Linked DNA regions of Mus musculus: regions 1 and 2 are each linked to region 3. Evidence: chromatin contacts called from public promoter capture Hi-C data. All regions are on one chromosome and are shown on one strand. Each heading gives the region's core, a stretch centred on a gene start, on an enhancer-like site or on the middle of the called end of the contact. The rest is flanking DNA. Distances are from core to core; before and after follow the strand shown.

Evidence for each region. Promoter capture Hi-C pulls out the DNA fragments that hold promoters and counts their contacts.
Region 1: a contact with region 3 is called in a promoter capture Hi-C map of hippocampal neurons, with 3 times the contacts expected there. The contact joins the promoter of Kcnj8 here to the promoter of Bcat1 in region 3. A contact is called at or near these places in 2 of 39 promoter capture datasets (hippocampal neurons and liver).
Region 2: a promoter capture Hi-C map of liver shows a contact between it and region 3, with 4 times the contacts expected there. The contact joins the promoter of 5330439B14Rik here to the promoter of Bcat1 in region 3. A contact is called at or near these places in 2 of 39 promoter capture datasets (hippocampal neurons and liver).

The regions. Positions count from the first base shown.
Region 1 is chr6:142,570,339-142,573,038 of GRCm38.p6, reverse strand. Kcnj8 (potassium inwardly-rectifying channel, subfamily J, member 8) reads left to right here and starts at 1,425. Exons shown (of 3, transcript NM_008428.5): 1 at 1,425-1,855; 2 at 2,586-2,700. The coding sequence starts at 2,660.
Region 2 is chr6:142,613,249-142,615,983 of GRCm38.p6, reverse strand. 5330439B14Rik (RIKEN cDNA 5330439B14 gene) reads right to left here and starts at 1,389. Exons shown (of 2, transcript NR_037679.1): 1 at 1,054-1,389. Abcc9 (ATP-binding cassette, sub-family C (CFTR/MRP), member 9) reads left to right here. Exons shown (of 40, transcript NM_011511.2): 31 at 1,468-1,570.
Region 3 is chr6:145,074,901-145,077,642 of GRCm38.p6, reverse strand. It overlaps Bcat1 (branched chain aminotransferase 1, cytosolic), which reads left to right and starts at 1,486. Exons shown (of 11, transcript NM_007532.5): 1 at 1,486-1,754. The coding sequence starts at 1,749.

The sequences.
Region 1 (2,700 bases), core at 176-2,675, 2.5 Mb after region 3:
CTCACGAGGTTGAGTCAGGAGGACTGCCTTGAATGTGAATCGTGTCTGGGCTACATAGTAAACTATCAGTCTGCCTGGGTTTCATAACAACTTCCTGTTTCAAAGGACAGCAATGAAATCACATAAGCACAGAGGAGTAGCCGTGTAGTTCAGTTGGTAGAGTGGTTGTCTATGCACAAGGTCTTAAACAAAACAAAACAAACCCCAGACATGATGGCACACACCTACGATCCCAGCACAAGGAAGATAGGCAGGAGGATTAGAAGTTCAGGGTCACCATAGGCTACACAGCAAGTTCGAGGCCAACTCAGAATATGTGAAACCCTGTCTTCTGAAAAAAAAAAAAAAAAGAGTTTAATGTTTTTGGTGTTAAATTAGTAGACAGTAAATTGCACAGCAAGGTGCACTTCAAACTGTATTTCAGTGGCAGAACTCACAGCACAAATGTTGTCTGCATGGCTGCTATGAGGCTACAACATGAATTACTGCAGAAAACAAAGGAAACAAAAAGAATCTCACTGACAGGACAGGCCCTCCAGAATGCAAGGGGTTAAGCAGATCTACCCACAGTGGAAAAAGGGAAGGGGGGCTCTTCATTTTCCTTCATTAAAGACTAATTTTAGGTCTTTCTAGTAAATTAACATGCTGTTTATACTTCGGATACTCCCGACCCTCAAGTCTTGGAAAACATAAAATTTCCAAGAATTAAAGTTTCCATTAATACAAACGCCAAAAGCAGGATGACCGGCGGGGGGGAAAAAAAGCACATTTGTTCCCCCACCCCCACCCCCGCTCCTTCTCAAAAGCTATAGAAAGACATTTACTGTATAATCTTTCTTGTGCGCAAGTGAGCAGTCTTATCATTCTTACGATCTAGACTGGAGGGAGAGGCCTGCGGCCAAGAGTCAAAACGGAGCCGCGACTGCGCCTGCCTGCCCCGAAGGCAGGTGTGGTGCTGGACTTTGCTTAGCCGTCCTGCTGGGTGTAAATTTTCTTTATTGGAAGAGACTGTTGATGGTGTTTTTGTTGTTAGTCTCTATCTTTGTTTCCCTTTTTGTTTCTTTTGTGTGACTTTAAGTGCCTGAAAACTGGTCTTAGTTGGTGAAATCGGTTTTTTTTCCGAAAGGATTTCAGCCCTCCCACCCCTCTATATTCTAACACGAATAGATTTACAAGTTCAGGGCAGGGACCCCACCCTCACCCCACGCTCACCCCACAATCACCCCACCCAAAACACCTACACTCTCTCTATCTGGTTTTATTTCATCTGAAGTAACCCAGTGATACCCCCCCCCCGCAAGTTACACTTTAAAAAATAATAAATTAAAATCTCTTTGCGTCAGTGAACTTGGGCTCAGAAAGTTCTCTGAGCAGCGAGCCTTTTAAAGATGTGTGTGCCGGTCTGGCAGCAGAATCCGGGCTACTGGGAACCGAGCTGGCTCGGCTGGTGCCTCCTCCCCCGGTGGTCCCTCCCTTCTGGCCGGCTCCCTGCCTCCCCGGCTCCCCCGACTGGCCTCCGCCTCCACTTTCCCCGGCTCGCTCGGAGGTCTGGCCCCAGCTAGGCGGCTGAGGAGCTGGCGGAGCATGGCCACTAGCACCTCTATCCCCAGCTCCTACCCCGCCCTCCCCGTGGCCCGGCAGCAGGAGGGGGGAAGCCAAACCCAACCCTCATCTTCCAGCCCTCCTCCCCGCGTGCACTATGGATCGCACCTTCTAGAGTCTTAACTCAGTTCTGGAGGACCAACATCCCCCGGATCTGCACTTCGGGAGGTCTCTGCTCCCGGGATGCGAGAGCCTGGGACCAGCCCGCCCTGTGCGGAGCTCAAGCCGCAGCCGGGAGCGCAAACCCGAGTCTGTAAGTTGCATCGCGCCTCCCGGGGAGAGGAGGGGAAGCCGGCTATAGCGCAGCCCAAAGCCAAACAGTCAAGGTGTACCCAGATTGGCTCGAGCTGTGCAAATCCACTGCAGACCTCAGCAGTGTCTCTAATCCCCGCGTCGCAAATTACTTTCCAGCATATAGTATGATATAGGTTCAGAGGGAGGGGCGGGGAGTCTGGCTGCCTTTTAAAACGCATCTCGTAAATCCTTCCAATTTAATATCAATCATTTTCAAGTTCGAAAACGCAATGTTTGGTATCTTTTAATTACAGTTAATATTTTCTTAATGAACAGGAAGCAGTTTTCTTCGCTGCTACTAAAAGAATCCCTCCATCTTTCCTTTTAACCTTGCTACTTTATCTAAATAGTTTAGCAAGTAGATAGTGAACCCACTTGGCCTTTAATTTTCGTCCTCAGGCTTGCCTGACTAATCCCGAGACACAAAAGAATATACAGAAAATGCTTAAAGATTTGCTTATAGCGGTTATTTCCAAGAGTGAGCAGGGAGGAGAGAGAGAGAGGGGGGGGGGGATTCCTCCGGTTCTGATCAAAAGTTTTCTCTGGGATCCCAGACCTCAGACACAAAGTGGGTTCTCTTTTGTATTGATCACATCTTTAATTTAATATGTGTGTAAAACAGCATCCCTTTGTACAGATACCTGAGACGAGGAAATGAAGTTGACAGTTTTTAATAAGCGTTTCTCTAGTCTAGGAGGACGCGTGTGGAGGAAAGGAGCCACAGGTTCAGGCAGGTGCATAGGCGGGCTATGGTGAAAGGAAGATGTTGGCCAGGAAGAGCATCATCCCGGAGGAGTATGTGCT
Region 2 (2,735 bases), core at 140-2,639, 2.5 Mb after region 3:
ATGGTCAGATTGATTGGAGAGATACCAAGTATCTGCTTTATATTGGCCTGTATGGACTCTGATGGTGGGCCAAATGTACCCCGCCCAGGACTTCTTCGTTCTTTGATACAAGTGATGAGTTATTTAAAAGTTTTGCAATTTTACTGGAAGATTTTACAGGAATGGGGGGATTCTTTTAGCAAGTAGGGCTCACTAGTGAGTGGGTCAGTAATTCCTTACAAAATGACCTATAGATGGCTTATGTCAGAACAGCTGTGGCCACAGGGAGGAAAGAAGCTAACTCAGCTGGGTATGGCACCAACTTTCAAACCAGTTGCTTGTCAGCTCTGTTTTGTCTATTATTTAAGGAAAGTGATTACAAAGTCAGGATATGTTTGTTACGTAGAAGAGATATGTTTCTTTTTCTTTTTAGTGTGTATGTGTGAAATCATACCCAGGATGTTCAAGTGCTTAAGGGTCTTCTTAACTTTTAAAACAAACTTTCTATGGCATATATTCATTGTACATGGTAGTGCAAGGGGTTGGAAGTATAGGGTGAGACGTGCTCACACAGGACATACGCTTGTTGAAGGTTATTGCTAGTTCTGCTAGTAAAGTAAGCCACACAGAATTGTGTTTGATCATGTTGAGCAACAGGGATGAGCCTAAGTTTCCCATGGACATCTGATGTCTCTCCATCACCACGACTATTAGGGTGAGAAATCTCCCAACCCTAGAGGATGGAGGATTTTCTCTGATGCCACTCAGAGTATTTACAGTGCCTTGTTCACCCTCAAAACCCAGCTTCACCCCTAAAGCTATACCAAGACAATCTTTTCTGTGCTCTGGGAAGCCTGGCTTGACCCTTCCCTCTCCCCACCCTCTGTCTCTATTCAGATCACCCAAAGTAAATCTCCTTCGCTTTCACAGGGTCACTGCAAACAGACCCTGTGCTGTGCCAGCCATCTGTGAGAAGATCCCTCTATCTTCTGCTCCTTGGCACCCTACTTTCTTTCTTTGGTTAAAAAAAAAAAGAGCCAAAGAAAAAGAATATATTTGAAGGGATATATTTACCTGTTGTAAATGTATGGTTTTCTGTCTCCATTGGTTCTCATCCAGCCCAGCTCAACATCATTTGGAAAAATGAAATAAATGCCTCAAACACAGGTAGAACATACTGTGATTTCTGTAGCCCGGATGGCATAGGCCAAGTCTCACAACATTGGATCCATCAATACTGTGGTGACTTTTAATGAAGAGTTGTCATCGCAATGGCTTCTTTTCATAGCTGTAGCATGAAAATGGAGCAAACACTTGCCCTCTTGGACTCTATCCAGAACTCAGCAGAGCAACTCTGGAGTCCACTCGCCTGTCACGCATCCCATCCATGTGTCACTCTGTTACAAACCATTCAGTAGTTAACAGTGACTGGCTTTTTCTAATTCTCCTGTTAGGTGACTAACATTGTGGTGTCTTTGTTTTCTGTAGGCATGAAACCAGATTCAAGCAACGCATGCTGGAGCTGACAGACACGAACAACATTGCCTACTTATTTCTCTCAGCAGCCAACAGATGGCTGGAGGTCAGGACGGTACGTTCATTATGTTCCTTGTGCGATTTCGTAATGGAAACCAAACAGACAGGAGGCTTCGCGTGGAGAGGCAGATGTTTGGTGGAACTAGCCTTCTACGGAGAGTCAGGACCAGGCCTCCATTGACTGGACTTTAAAATAGATCAGGTTTGGTTTTGTTCCAAATGAAATTTATTTTCATGTTGTAGCTAATCACACACACACACACAAAAATGCCCCCAAAGCAAAAATCACTCTGTGTTCTCTATACCCTCCGAACTACCTAAGTTCACAGGATAGTAAATATTTATACAATGCCATTTTTTTTTTGTAAGACAAGTGACCAGGTACACTGATGTCCTTCACTGATCCAGACAAGCTTGTAAGGGAAGGTGGATTTTTTTGTTTTAAGCCAATGGAGGGTTACGTTAGTACAAAACTGTCAGCCACTAAGTCATCTACTGCTGTCTTCTCTCCTGTGTGACACACAGGAATAAGCACAGACTCTGGCACAGTATGGACTTCATGTCCCAGATTAAGTTCTTGCTGTGCCAGATCCCTCTTCACTTATAAAGTAAGAATAAGAACATGTACCTCATGGACGTGTCCCTAAAATAACAATGAAGGCGCCGGAATTGCCCTAGTATGCAAGTCTAGCTTGATTTGTTGCTGTGATAAAATATGCTATCAAAACACAAGTGAGGGAAGAAAGGGGCTTATCTCAGCTTACAATTCCTGCTTAGCCTCCCTCATTGTGGGAAGTCAAGGAAGAAACTTTAAAGAACTAGTCCTATCATAACCACCGTCAAGGGCAGAGGGAGAGAGAGAGAGGGAGAGGGAGAGAGGGGGGGGGGGGCAATACAATCTCACGCACTTGCTTCCTCTACTCTTACACCCCCTGCCTAGGGGGTGGCACTGCCCACAGTGGTATAGGACTTTCTACATCAATTAACTTAATGGACACAGTTTCCCACAGACATGCCCAAGGACTACCCAGTGTAGATAACCCCTCACTGGAACTCTCTAGCCAGGCGACTGTAGGGTTTGTCAAGTTAATCTAAGTCCCTGCTGTAGATTATTTGTATCTCCAACCAGATGCAGATTTAAAAAAAAAAAACAAAACAAACCCATAACCAGAGAAGGTAGATGATATAAGAAGTTTAAAGGGGTCAAAATGAAGACTCCC
Region 3 (2,742 bases), core at 237-2,736:
GAATGGTATGTGTGTGGTGCACATGTGTTGTATGTGTGTGGGGGGTGTGTGTATGTGGTATGTGTGTGGTGAACATGTGTTGTGTGTGTGTGTGTGGTATGTGTGTGGTGCACATGTGTTGTGTGTGTGTGTGTTGCTTCAGACTCGAGTTGCTGGGACTACAGGCAGGCAGCTCAACGCCTTGCTTCATTTCCTCTTACTGTGGATCAGTGCTCCATCGTATGAACAATAACCCAGGATGTCTACACTCACCACTTAAAGCCCACAGCGCTGCTTGAGTTAAAACCGATCTGGACTACAGTCTTCTGAAGGGAAGAAGTTGTTGCTGTTGTGCTGGGTGCAAAGATAACTCAGTACATTTGTCAGGATAATTCAGCTATTCATTGTTCACCTGGGCAGTTTCATTCCAAGCAGCAGAAAAGAAAAACAAGGGCTGCAGAGATGGCTCAGCAGTTAAGAGCACTGACTGCTCTCTCAGAGGTCCTGAGTTCAATTCCCAGCAACCACACGGTGGCTCACAACCATCTATGATGGGATCTGATGTCCTCTTCTGGTGCATCTGAAGACAGTGATGGTGAACTCACACATAAATAAGTCAGAAAAGAAAAATGAGAAGAAAGAAAACATTTTTAAAAAAATAAATAGGGCTGGCGAAATGGCTCAGTGGTTAAGAGTGCTGACTGCTCTTCCGAAGGTCCCGAGTTCAAATCCCAGCAACCACATGGTGCCTCACAACCATTCGTAACAAAATCTGATGCACTCTTCTGGAATATCTGAGGACAGCTACAGTGTACTTACATATAATAAATAAATCTAAAACAAACAAACAAACAAACAAAGGATACAGGCAAAACATGGTCGGGGAAAAGCCTATTCTCTCCTAGGGAGTTAAGAATGAAAATTTCACAGCAAAGCCTTCTGCTTAGATTTACTAAAAAGAAAGTTTTCAGATTTTCAGAGAGATCCTCTCCTCAACTGAAATCCCATCGGTGGGAGCCTTGCCTGAGGCTTGTGTGGACGCAGGAAGGAAGTTATCAGGTGGTGAGGACCATTTCACATTAAATTACTTCTGTATGTGCACATCAAAGGATGCAAACTAAGAGACGACTACAGAGCGTAGACCACAGACTGAGAGTGAGAGTTCCATCCAGGGCTCAGATGGTGGAAGGAGAGAACCGGCTCCTGCCAGTTGGCCCTTATCCACCACTGTCCCTGTCCATCTAGCCACCCGCTCCTATTCAAAATCTATTATATTTATTTAAATGTTATAAAAATTAGAGAGAAAAGGAGTTGGTAAGAGTGGTTGTATTTGAGAGTTGTCTGTGGGGTGTGGAGCGTGAGAGCGAGACGGAAAAACCCAAACTCTTCTTTATTATCCAAAATATACCTTAAAACTTCCCAGTTCTGAGACTAGATCCTAGTACAGCGTATGATTGGGGGAGGGACTGGGGAGGTAGCAAATGAATCAAAGACGCTTTCAGATTTGTCCTCCTCTGCTACCTCCCCTCCTGCGATACAAATCACTGGAGGGGATCAGTGTCTCCACCCTGGAGTGAGCCAGAGGTCGGACTGTAGCTCGCGGCTGAGCCAGTCGCTGCTGATGCAATCCGCAGCGGAGCGCGCCCAGCTCTCCATCTTCCGCGCTTGCCGACCGACCCTGAGCGCCACGTGTCACTGCACAGCCGCCTCCTCCAGAGGAGACTCACATTTGCACCCAGGAGCCGGAGCCACGACCCAAGCCACGAGAAATGAAGGTAAGCGTATTGCTGAAGTTCATGCTGGAATGCAGCTACTCACCCACCCGGAATATCTCGGACACTGGGTGGAGAGAGGAGGATGGAAGGACCAACTTGCTTTGTCCCCCGTCCTGGGCTACTAAGCGTGGGGATCTGGCCTCGTATCCACCCGCAGATGCTCCCGCTCCGGTTCTTGTCCTGGTTCTGTAAATGCGGTACCCAGATTTAGAGGATGCCACAGCGCCTCTCCTACATGCTCCCTAGGCGGGAAGAAGGACCGTATCGTTGCGTTTGAGCTGCCCAGAGATAGGGTTTGGCGAGGATGCTCGGACGCTCTTCTGGGTAGTTGTAATAGAAGGGGGAGGAGGACCCTCTTATCTGCCGAAAGCAGATCGCTTGTCTTTTAAGGTCCAGGTTCCAAGTGGAAGCTTCCGAGTTACGGACCACTCGAGCTTCAGGACCAGAGAGTGCAGGCGGTGAACTCTAATTATCATCTGAGATAGCTAGCCCAGAGGCCAGCCTGAGGCGTTTTAAGATATTTTCCAGAGCCAGAGCTCTGGCTGTCTGAAAAACTGCCAGATCTGAAAAGTTTCCTTTCCGAAGGGAAATGATGCTCTGTCGGCTGTGCAGTCACCTAGTCTCCCGCAAGGAATATTCGAGTAATAAAACGTGGGTTTCGGGGAGCTACAGAGCGGAGCCACGTTTCAGTTTCTGAGGAGGCGGAGGAAGTTAGACACTCAGACTGCTCAAGCCTAGCTGGAGGGAATCCACACGTCACGTCTCCATCCCCACTGTGCCGCCCTCGCTCCTAGCCCTGACAGATAGATAGATAGATAGATACCCTTTCTCTTTTTCTCTCTCTTTTTCTCTTTTCCTTTTTCTCGTTTTCTCATTTTCTCGTTTTCTAATTTTCTCGTTTTCTCTTCTCATCTCTCTCTCCTCTCCTTGCCTCCCCTCTCTTCTCTCCTTTTCTTTACATTCTTTACCTTATCTCACTAAATCATAT